Linked DNA regions of Triticum aestivum: region 1 is linked to region 2. The links are chromatin contacts, called in public Hi-C maps. All regions are on one chromosome and are shown on one strand. The core of a region is the stretch at or near the end of the contact, and the rest is flanking DNA. Distances in the headings are between cores, read along the strand shown.

What was found. Hi-C and Micro-C count contacts between places; a contact is called where the count stands out from the background.
Region 1: a Hi-C map of leaf shows a contact between it and region 2, with 4 times the contacts expected there. The contact joins the promoter of LOC123189317 here to the promoter of LOC123189316 in region 2. A contact is called at or near these places in 2 of 5 Hi-C or Micro-C datasets (both in leaf).

What each region holds. Positions count from the first base shown.
Region 1 is chr2A:541,112,299-541,116,677 of IWGSC CS RefSeq v2.1, reverse strand. LOC123189317 (ferric reduction oxidase 7, chloroplastic) reads right to left here and starts at 1,571. Exons shown (of 10, transcript XR_006495702.1): 1 at 1,237-1,571; 2 at 1,008-1,098; 3 at 257-454.
Region 2 is chr2A:540,870,315-540,874,383 of IWGSC CS RefSeq v2.1, reverse strand. LOC123189316 (histone H2B.1-like) reads right to left here and starts at 2,140. Exons shown (of 1, transcript XM_044601710.1): 1 at 1,482-2,140. The coding sequence starts at 2,050. The coding sequence ends at 1,592.

The DNA.
Region 1 (4,379 bases), core at 322-2,821, 240 kb before region 2:
ATAACTTCAGTTTCAACCACATAAAACTTTACCCCTACAAGAACTAATACTTGAGGCTTAATAATGTATTGACACCAAGATCTATACCATCTTCATTACTTTAGCCGCGGTGATGAGAATAATATGGTACTATCACTAAATGAAAATATAATTTGGTATTTTTCATGCTCGGTAACTGTAAGGATAAGAACAGGATTAGTCGATCAGTACTGGCATGAAACATTTCTTCACTAACAGGTTTCATAATACAACATACCTGCGAGTAGTTGGGGGCAAGTGCGCTTTGGAGATGAAGCTCACACTGTCTACAACATAATAGGTCATCGAGAAGACAATATAGACGATGAACAAGACGATCCCGATAAACTCAACAGCGGAAACAACACCAAGCGGACCATCAACAAGAACCGGAAAAGTCCAGAGTCGGAAACTCAGTGACCTCAGCTTCTTCTTTCTGGTAGCAAAGAGCAGGTAAATAATTAGCGATGGCAGCATGAGGCAGGCCACTCTTTTGGTGGTTTGGAATTTCTATGGTGTGAGTAAGGGAAAACTATACTACTCCCTCCATTCACAAATAAAATTTGTTTTGGTAACCTTTTTGTGAATCGGATGTATATAGACACGTTTTAGTGTGTTTGGTCACTCATTTCAGTCTATATGTAGTCCATATTGAAATATGCAAAACATGTTATATTTGTGAACAGATGGAGTACTATTTTGTTAGTTCGAGTCTCTATGGTGGTTCAGTTCATCGTGCTGTTTTCATGTCAAAATGAGTAAGCCTGTGCAACTCCTGCAATAACACCTTATACGAGAAACGGACTGCAGCTGCAAGATTTTGCTAATGTATCCAGAGAATCCAGTGCTTGAATAAAAAAGGATACTCTAACTTTTAGTCCAGGTACTGTATCAATTCATGGAAAGAAAGGGCTCGTCTGAATCAACTCTAAATAAATGAACCGAAAGCACCAAATCGCCGCAAAATTCAGACAAGGAGGAATACTCACTGGATGTGATCACCCGCGAAGGCGAAGATGTACACATATGCCAGAGCTGCAATTAACAGAATCGGCCCGCTGAAGAATAGAAAAACGGTCCCTGCGAGAGGCGAGAAAGCGAAAGGGGAACCCAATTAGTACGAACGAACCCCTTCTGAGCGATCACCTACTTTTTTCCCCTGCCTCAACGGAAGGGGAGAAAGAGAAGAGGGGGCAGGAATTCGTGGAGGCCGCGTACCGGTGAGGCCGGTGATCAGGCCCTCCGTGCTGGTGATGTCCGCCCACTTGCGGAACGCCGCCTGCACGGGCGCGGTCGGGTAGAAGAAGATCCCCGCGGCCCAGGTGAGGAACACCGCCCACATGAGGAACTTGAGCACGGACCTGGCCAGCGACGGCAGCACGGCAGGGGAGCCCTTCGCCCCGGCGGCGGCATTGCCGGCGCCCCCGTTCTGCTTCAGGAGCGGCTCCCGTTCTTGGGTCATGGTGGCGGCGAGGGGGGGTGAAAGAAGGAGTAAACCGGCGGGAGGGAGGTCTGGCTGTGGCCTGTGGGTCTCTCTGTGCCGGGACCCGCCGCTTTATACGGTCCAGAACTCGGCGTACGAGGGTCTCGCTGGTAACGGCGACTGCGACGGACGGGTTGCGGGGTTGGGGTGGGAGGGTGCAGCAAGCATGCATACGCGACGCCTGCGCCATGGATAAAAATATTTTTTCTTCAGGCGTGAATACAGAATACTAGATATATGTTGCTAGTTGCTGGTCGTTGTTAATGGCGACGGCGATCGACGGATGGCGGCCGGGAGGATGAAACCGATGCGTCTTTCACCCTGCTGCTCAGGTGGTCACGTCCAACGTCGGTGTGGACAAGCGGCGAGCCACACAGCCAGCGTGTGTGCCAGAACAGAGTTGGATAACCGGAAGGGGAAGATAAACATGGTATATCCTGGAAGAAAAAGAAAAAGGCATACAGTAAGATAATCATAGGCGGGTGAGTTTCAGAGATCCAACCGTTTTTTTTTCTGGATAAGATGTACACTCTTCTTTTTTTCAAATAGGTAAACATTTGATGTTGATTCATCATCCAGAAAAAAGAAGAACATTTCCAGTTGATGAATACTTCTATAGAGAAGTGACCTTTAAAATGTAGTCTGTGACGAGAACGAGCTGTGACGAGATGGTTGGGGTTGGCAGTGGCCACCCAACCCGCCCAAGATTGATCCCAGGGATCAACTTGGGTGTTTCACCCATGGTATTTTTCCCTTGTAGGTATCTCACACATTTATTTGTGTGCGTATAGACTATAGCAGTTTTTTTTAACACGGCACAGTTGAAGCTACTCACATACACAAGCATACACTCATCAGCATCTTCTAGAGACTGAGTCGGCACACCATCTTAATATTGACGAAGTCGTCACAAACGTCTTTGTAGTTGACGGGAACGTTTCTGTCGGTGTCAAAACCGGCGAATCTCGGATAAGGGGTCCCGAACTGTGCGTCTAGGTCGGATGGTAACATGAGGCAGGGGACACGATGTTTTACCCAGGTTCGGGCCCTCTTTATGGAGGTAAAACCCTACGTCCTGCTTGATTTATATTGATGATATGGGTAGTACAAGAGTAGATCTACCAGGAGATCGGAGAGGCTAAACCCTAGAAGCTAGCCTATGGTATGATTGTCGTTCGTCCTACGGACTAAAACTCTTCGATTTATATAGACACCGGAGAGGGCTAGGGTTACACAGAGTCGGTTACAATGGTAGGAGATCTACATATCCGTATCGCCAAGCTTGCCTTCCACGCCAAGGAAAGTCCCTTCCGGACACGAGACGAAGTCTTCAATCTTGTATCTTCATAATCCAGGAGTCCGGTCGAAGGTATAGTCCGGCCGTCCGGACACTCCCTAATCCAGGACTCCCTTAGTAGCCCCTGAACCAGGCTTCAATGACGACGAGTCCGGCGCGCAGATTGTCTTCGGCATTGTAAGGCGGGTTCCTCCTCCAAGTACTTCATAGAAGATTTTGAACACAAAGGTAGTGTCCGGCTCTGCAAAATAAGTTTCCACATATTGCCATAGAGAGAATAATATTTACACAAATCTAATCTGCTGACGTATTCCATAGCGTGACATCACACCACGGCCAAGTCTTTATTCGAATCGTTTTACTGTCCCACCTCAGCGCGTTTAGCGAGGCGGTTTCCTTGGCACGTCTTGTTAAAGCAGAGATCGTGTCCCCTTATTCCGGGATTCTCATCAATACGGGTGTGGGTAACCCAACCGCGCCATTGACTACGGCGCTTGGGAGATAAGCGAGTTTTACCAGGCTGATGGGGGCGCATAGTCGCGTCCGCCCATATAAGGGGATAAGGATCCACCTTTTCATCCACACCTTCTTCCTCCTTTGCCTATCCACTTCCGCGCACTCGAGCTCCAGCGCCCAAGTCCGCACACCCCACCTCAATCTTCTTCAGTCATGTCCGGAGCGGGAGGCAAGTGGATGGTCTCCTCCGTCACGGAGGGACACAGCAAAAGACCGAGGAAGACTGGATACTTGTCTAACGACATTGCGCACCGGCTTCCCGAAGAGGGGCAGCTCATCCCCACCCCTAGGCCCCATGAGAGGGTGGTGTTCCTCCCCCATTTCCTCCGCGGACTGGGCTTCCCTCTCCACCCATTTGTCCGGGGGCTCATGTTCTACTATGACCTGGATTTCCACAATCTGGCCCCGAATTTTGTCCTCAACATCTCGGCGTTTATCGTCGTGTGCGAGGCTTTCTTCCGCATCCGTCCCCATTTTGCCCTATGGCTCAAGACTTTCAATGTCAAGCCAAAGGTGGTGCGCGGCACCCAAGCGGAGGCGCCATGGTGGGCAAGATGCCCAACGTCCTATGGTTCGAGGGCTCCTTCGTGGAGTCCCTAAAGGGGTGGCAGTCGGGGTGGTTTTACATCACCGAGCCGCGCGACCCTGAATGGGTCGCAGCCCCCGAGTTCCGATTCGGACCCCCTACGCAGCTCGCCTCCTGGAAAGAGACGGGCCTGTCGTGGGGTAAAAAAGGAGAGCTGACCGGGCTCCAAACATGCGTCCAAACCTTGGTGGATAGGAATCTCAAACTTTTCAACGTAGTCCGGGTTATGCTCATCCGTCGGATCCTCCCATGTCAACAACGGGCTTTCAACCTGTGGGAATTCGACCCGGCACGGCACCAACCTCTGAGCAGGCTCTTCAACACGATGTACGAAGATGCCTGGAAGGTGCTTTTCAAGGGCGCCGAGGCCCCCGCGTCCGCTACCGAGGATCGCGGATTCAGCACGCAGTGTCACGCTCGTGCGGTAAGCTGTTTTCACCTTTTACAGGGTATTAGTTTTTCATAGTGTGACTCCATGC
Region 2 (4,069 bases), core at 891-3,390:
TTGAGGTGGTCGCTTGGGACTCCCTCCTTCAAGACATCGCTCTCCTCCCGATGGACGTTGAAGATGCTCTTGACTCCATCTCTTGGCGCCTGGAGCCCTCTGGCCGCTTCACCACTAAATCCTTATATGCGGCCATCGCTTCCTCATCGGCTCCTGAGCCCTTTAGCCTGATCTGGGACATTCGCCTCCCCCTGAAGATTCAGATCTTCCTTTGGCAGTGGATCCGGGGACGCCTTCCCTCTGGGGTCGAGGTCCTCAAGCGTAATGGACCAGGAGATGGGATTTGTCCACTGTGTGGCATGGTCGAGGATGATAACCACATCTTCTCTTGCTCCACAGCCCAATTCCTATGGTCCTATTTCCACAAGACGGTTGATGGACAGTGGTGCAACACCAACTTCCCCGACTTGCTTGTTGAGATCCTCGCCTCCCCCCCCTCGATACCACCACACTCGGTGGCTGTGTGTCGGGGTCCTCGCCTGGACGCTTTGGACCATCCGCAACAAGCTTGTTATTCAGTAAGTGCCTCTCCGACAGGCGACTGACGCAATCTTCAAAATGTGTGGTTTCTTGCAGCTATGGCGGTCGCTTAGCCGCCCCCAGGACCGGGACGCCATCAACACCCTCATCACCGACCTTCGCTCGATTGCCGTCCGCATGGCGCCCCCGCCGCCACCCCCTTCTCCGGAGCCCGATTGAGTTCGTGTTGCTGGGTGTAGGCGTGTGGGTGCTATTTTTTCTGTTTCCAGGACTTGTTGAGTTGTGCCCTCAGCATTAACCCTTTTATGTACTTGTGGTTGTGCGAGACTTGTGTGCGTGTGTGTGAACTTTGTTGGATACTGTCTTGGACGGTTTGCTTTATAATATAAAGCGGGGCGAAAGCCTTTTTCGGTATGGACACCGCTGACTTAACACATTCACAGACCTGAACACGAGAGCATTTCCACCGAGCAGTTACGATTAGCACACAGGAGCACTTGCTTCTGCACCTGCAACTACAAGAACACATCTGGGTGATTCAGAAATCTGAAACATTGCATCAGTACGAAAGCTCAGTCTGAAACAAATCATCACTTGTTCTTGCAACAAACAAGTGCCAAGGCAATGTTAGGAGTACCATACGTAACAAGAACAAGTCATGGCAAACAAATCAGACGGTTTGTTCTTATTCATGGCCAGCAGTGGACAGCGACGAGGCAATTAAGACCGACCTGTAAAACACTGGGTTCTGCACAAACTGAAGAAACAAAAACCTGAAAACCTATATGCGAGGGGCAGGAATTGTAAGCAGAATCTCATGTCTGAGATTGAATAAAAATTAGAACATGTTAGGCATTAAGTAAATCACCGCCGAAATCAGTAAATAGAACCAGCAACACAACATTGTTTCCGAAATCTTCATTGGCCAATAGACCAGCGGACATAACTCACTTCTTGCAGGTGGCCAACGAGCCAACAAACCATTTGCAATGATTCAGCAATTTTCATCCAACAGTAGGACTAATATTACTTGCAGATAACCAGAGTCCACAGACAAGCACTAAGCCAACAGCAAGGAACTACATTTGCTACTAGATACAGGCGACGCGATCTAAGAGGAGGTAAACTTGGTGACGGCCTTGGTGCCCTCGGAGACGGCGTGCTTGGCGAGCTCCCCAGGGAGGACGAGGCGTACGGAGGTCTGGATCTCCCTGGAGGTGATGGTGGGCTTCTTGTTGTAGCGGGCGAGCTTGGCAGCCTCCCCGGCGAGCTTCTCGAAGATGTCGTTGATGAAGGAGTTCATGATGGACATGGCCTTGGAGGAGATGCCGATGTCAGGGTGCACCTGCTTCAGCACCTTGAAGATGTAGATCTTGTAGGTCTCGACGCTCTTCTTGCCCTTCTTCCTGCCCCTCTTCTCGCCGCCCTCCTTGGAGGCGGTCTTGCCCGCCGGAACCCGCTTCTCGGCCCTCGGCTTCTTCCCAGCAGGGGCCTTCTCGGCCTTCTCCGCCGCGGGCTCCTCCTCCGCAGGCTTCTTCGCCGCCGGCTTCTTCTCCGCCTTGGGGGCCATCGCTGCTTCGGGAGGGGGAGAAGGGAGGGTGTGTTGCTTCGCCGCCGGAAGGGGTTTGGGACTTGGAGCGGGAGGAGATGTTGGGGAAAGCAGAGCGGGGGTGATGGACTTATAGAGGTGGAGAGGTGAGCGCTGATTGGTGGAGGGGTGTGTCTCCCGGATCGGTGATGTTGAACGGTCGGATGCGTTCGGCGCTATTGGACCTGGACGTCCGGGATGCGTTTCGGCGCGGATCGCGGGCGTGGGGCGCGGTAGTGCCATTTTGGAAAGAGCGGGACCGGGAAGACGAGAAGAGCGGGTCAATTTTGGAGCGCGGACGGCGAGAATGTTTTCCGATTTCGCGCTTTTGAGAGAGATCCATTTCGCGGTTAATTTTGGCACTGGGACCCATGGCTGTGTCCGGGAGTACTATAAATTAAAAAAATAACATAGTAACTGGGAATGAAAACTCCAACACGGATCACCTAATGAACATCATCAAATATTCAAATATTCACAGAAACAGTCGGAAGATGGATAATGGACATGGCAGAGGCCATTCAACCGGAGCCATCAAACGTCCGTCCTTGTCGGCCTCCTACATTTGACAAAATTTATTTACATTAATACCAATTCAATACATCACGCGATCAGCTTAATTTATGACCACGGGCCCACGCGTCAGCGACGGCGCTCGTCCTTTTTTAAGCCAACCGTGCGGCGGGGCCGTCCTCATCCAAACTCGCCGTCCACATCTAGCCAGCTCTGCTTCCCCGTCACCGACAAACCCTAGCCACCAGAACCACAGCGAGATGGGGCTCTTCTCCGGCGCCGGCAGCAGCAAGGCCAATGGCAAGGCCCCCGCCACCCCTTTCCCCGCAGAGTTCCTCCCGCCTCCGCCGGCGCCTCGCCGGCAGAGGCGGCGCGTGAACGTGCCAGTGCACCAGGCGGAGTGGCACTGGCGGCACCGCCAGCCTCTGCCGTACCATGGCGTGACCCTGCCGCACGACTGGCATCTGGATCCATATAGGATCCCAGTGCCGGCGGCGCCGCGGACGGCTAGGGCTCACACGGAGGAGGTGAGGCGCCGGCGGGCGCTGCTGATGCCGGAGCAGCGCCGCGAGCCCGCCTACACATCCGACTCGCCCCACTGGGCGAGGAGGCGAGGCGACGGGCATGCGCGAGGTCGACCGGAGCGAGCCGTCGCCGCCGCTCATCGTTCGCGGGGAGGACCGGGCATCCGACATAATTATCCATCACTGATCCATTGCCTACGAGCTTTTCATATATTGATCTTCGCTTATTTACTTTTTCGTTGCTACTGTTATAATCACTATAAATCAAAAATATTACTTTTGCTACCGTTACCACTACTATCTTATTACTTTGATACTAAACACTTTGTTGCGGATATTAAGTTTCCAGGTGTGGTTGAATTGACAACTCAGCTGCTAATACTTGAGATATTCTTTGGCTCCCCTTGTGTCGAATCAATAAATTTATGTTGAATACTCTACTCTCGAAAATTGTTGTGATCCCCTATACTCGTGGGTTATCAAGACTATTTTTTGGCGCCTTTGCCAGGGAGCATAGCTCTATTCTTCGAGTCACTTGGGATTTATATCTGCTGATCATTATGAAGAACTTAAAAGATCAAAGACCCAAGATTTTCCCTCAACTACGAGGGGATGTAAGAAACTGTCATCTAGCTCTGCACTTGATTCACCTTCTGTTTTGAGTAAATTTGCGACAACTACACCTGCTATTCATTCTGATATGTCGCATATTATTGATGGTGCCACTTCTGCTTTGCATGATTATGATGAAACTACTTCTATGCTTGATAATACTGTGCCATTAGGTGAATTTCTTGATGAACAACTGGCTAGGGTTAGAGAGAATGAAATTTTTGAAATTGATAATATTGATGAAAGAGATGATGAAGATTCTCCCCCTAGGTATGAATTGCCTGTTGTGCCTGAGGGTTATGTTATAGATGAAGAAACTGCTAGAGACTTCTTAGCTTGCAATGATAGATCT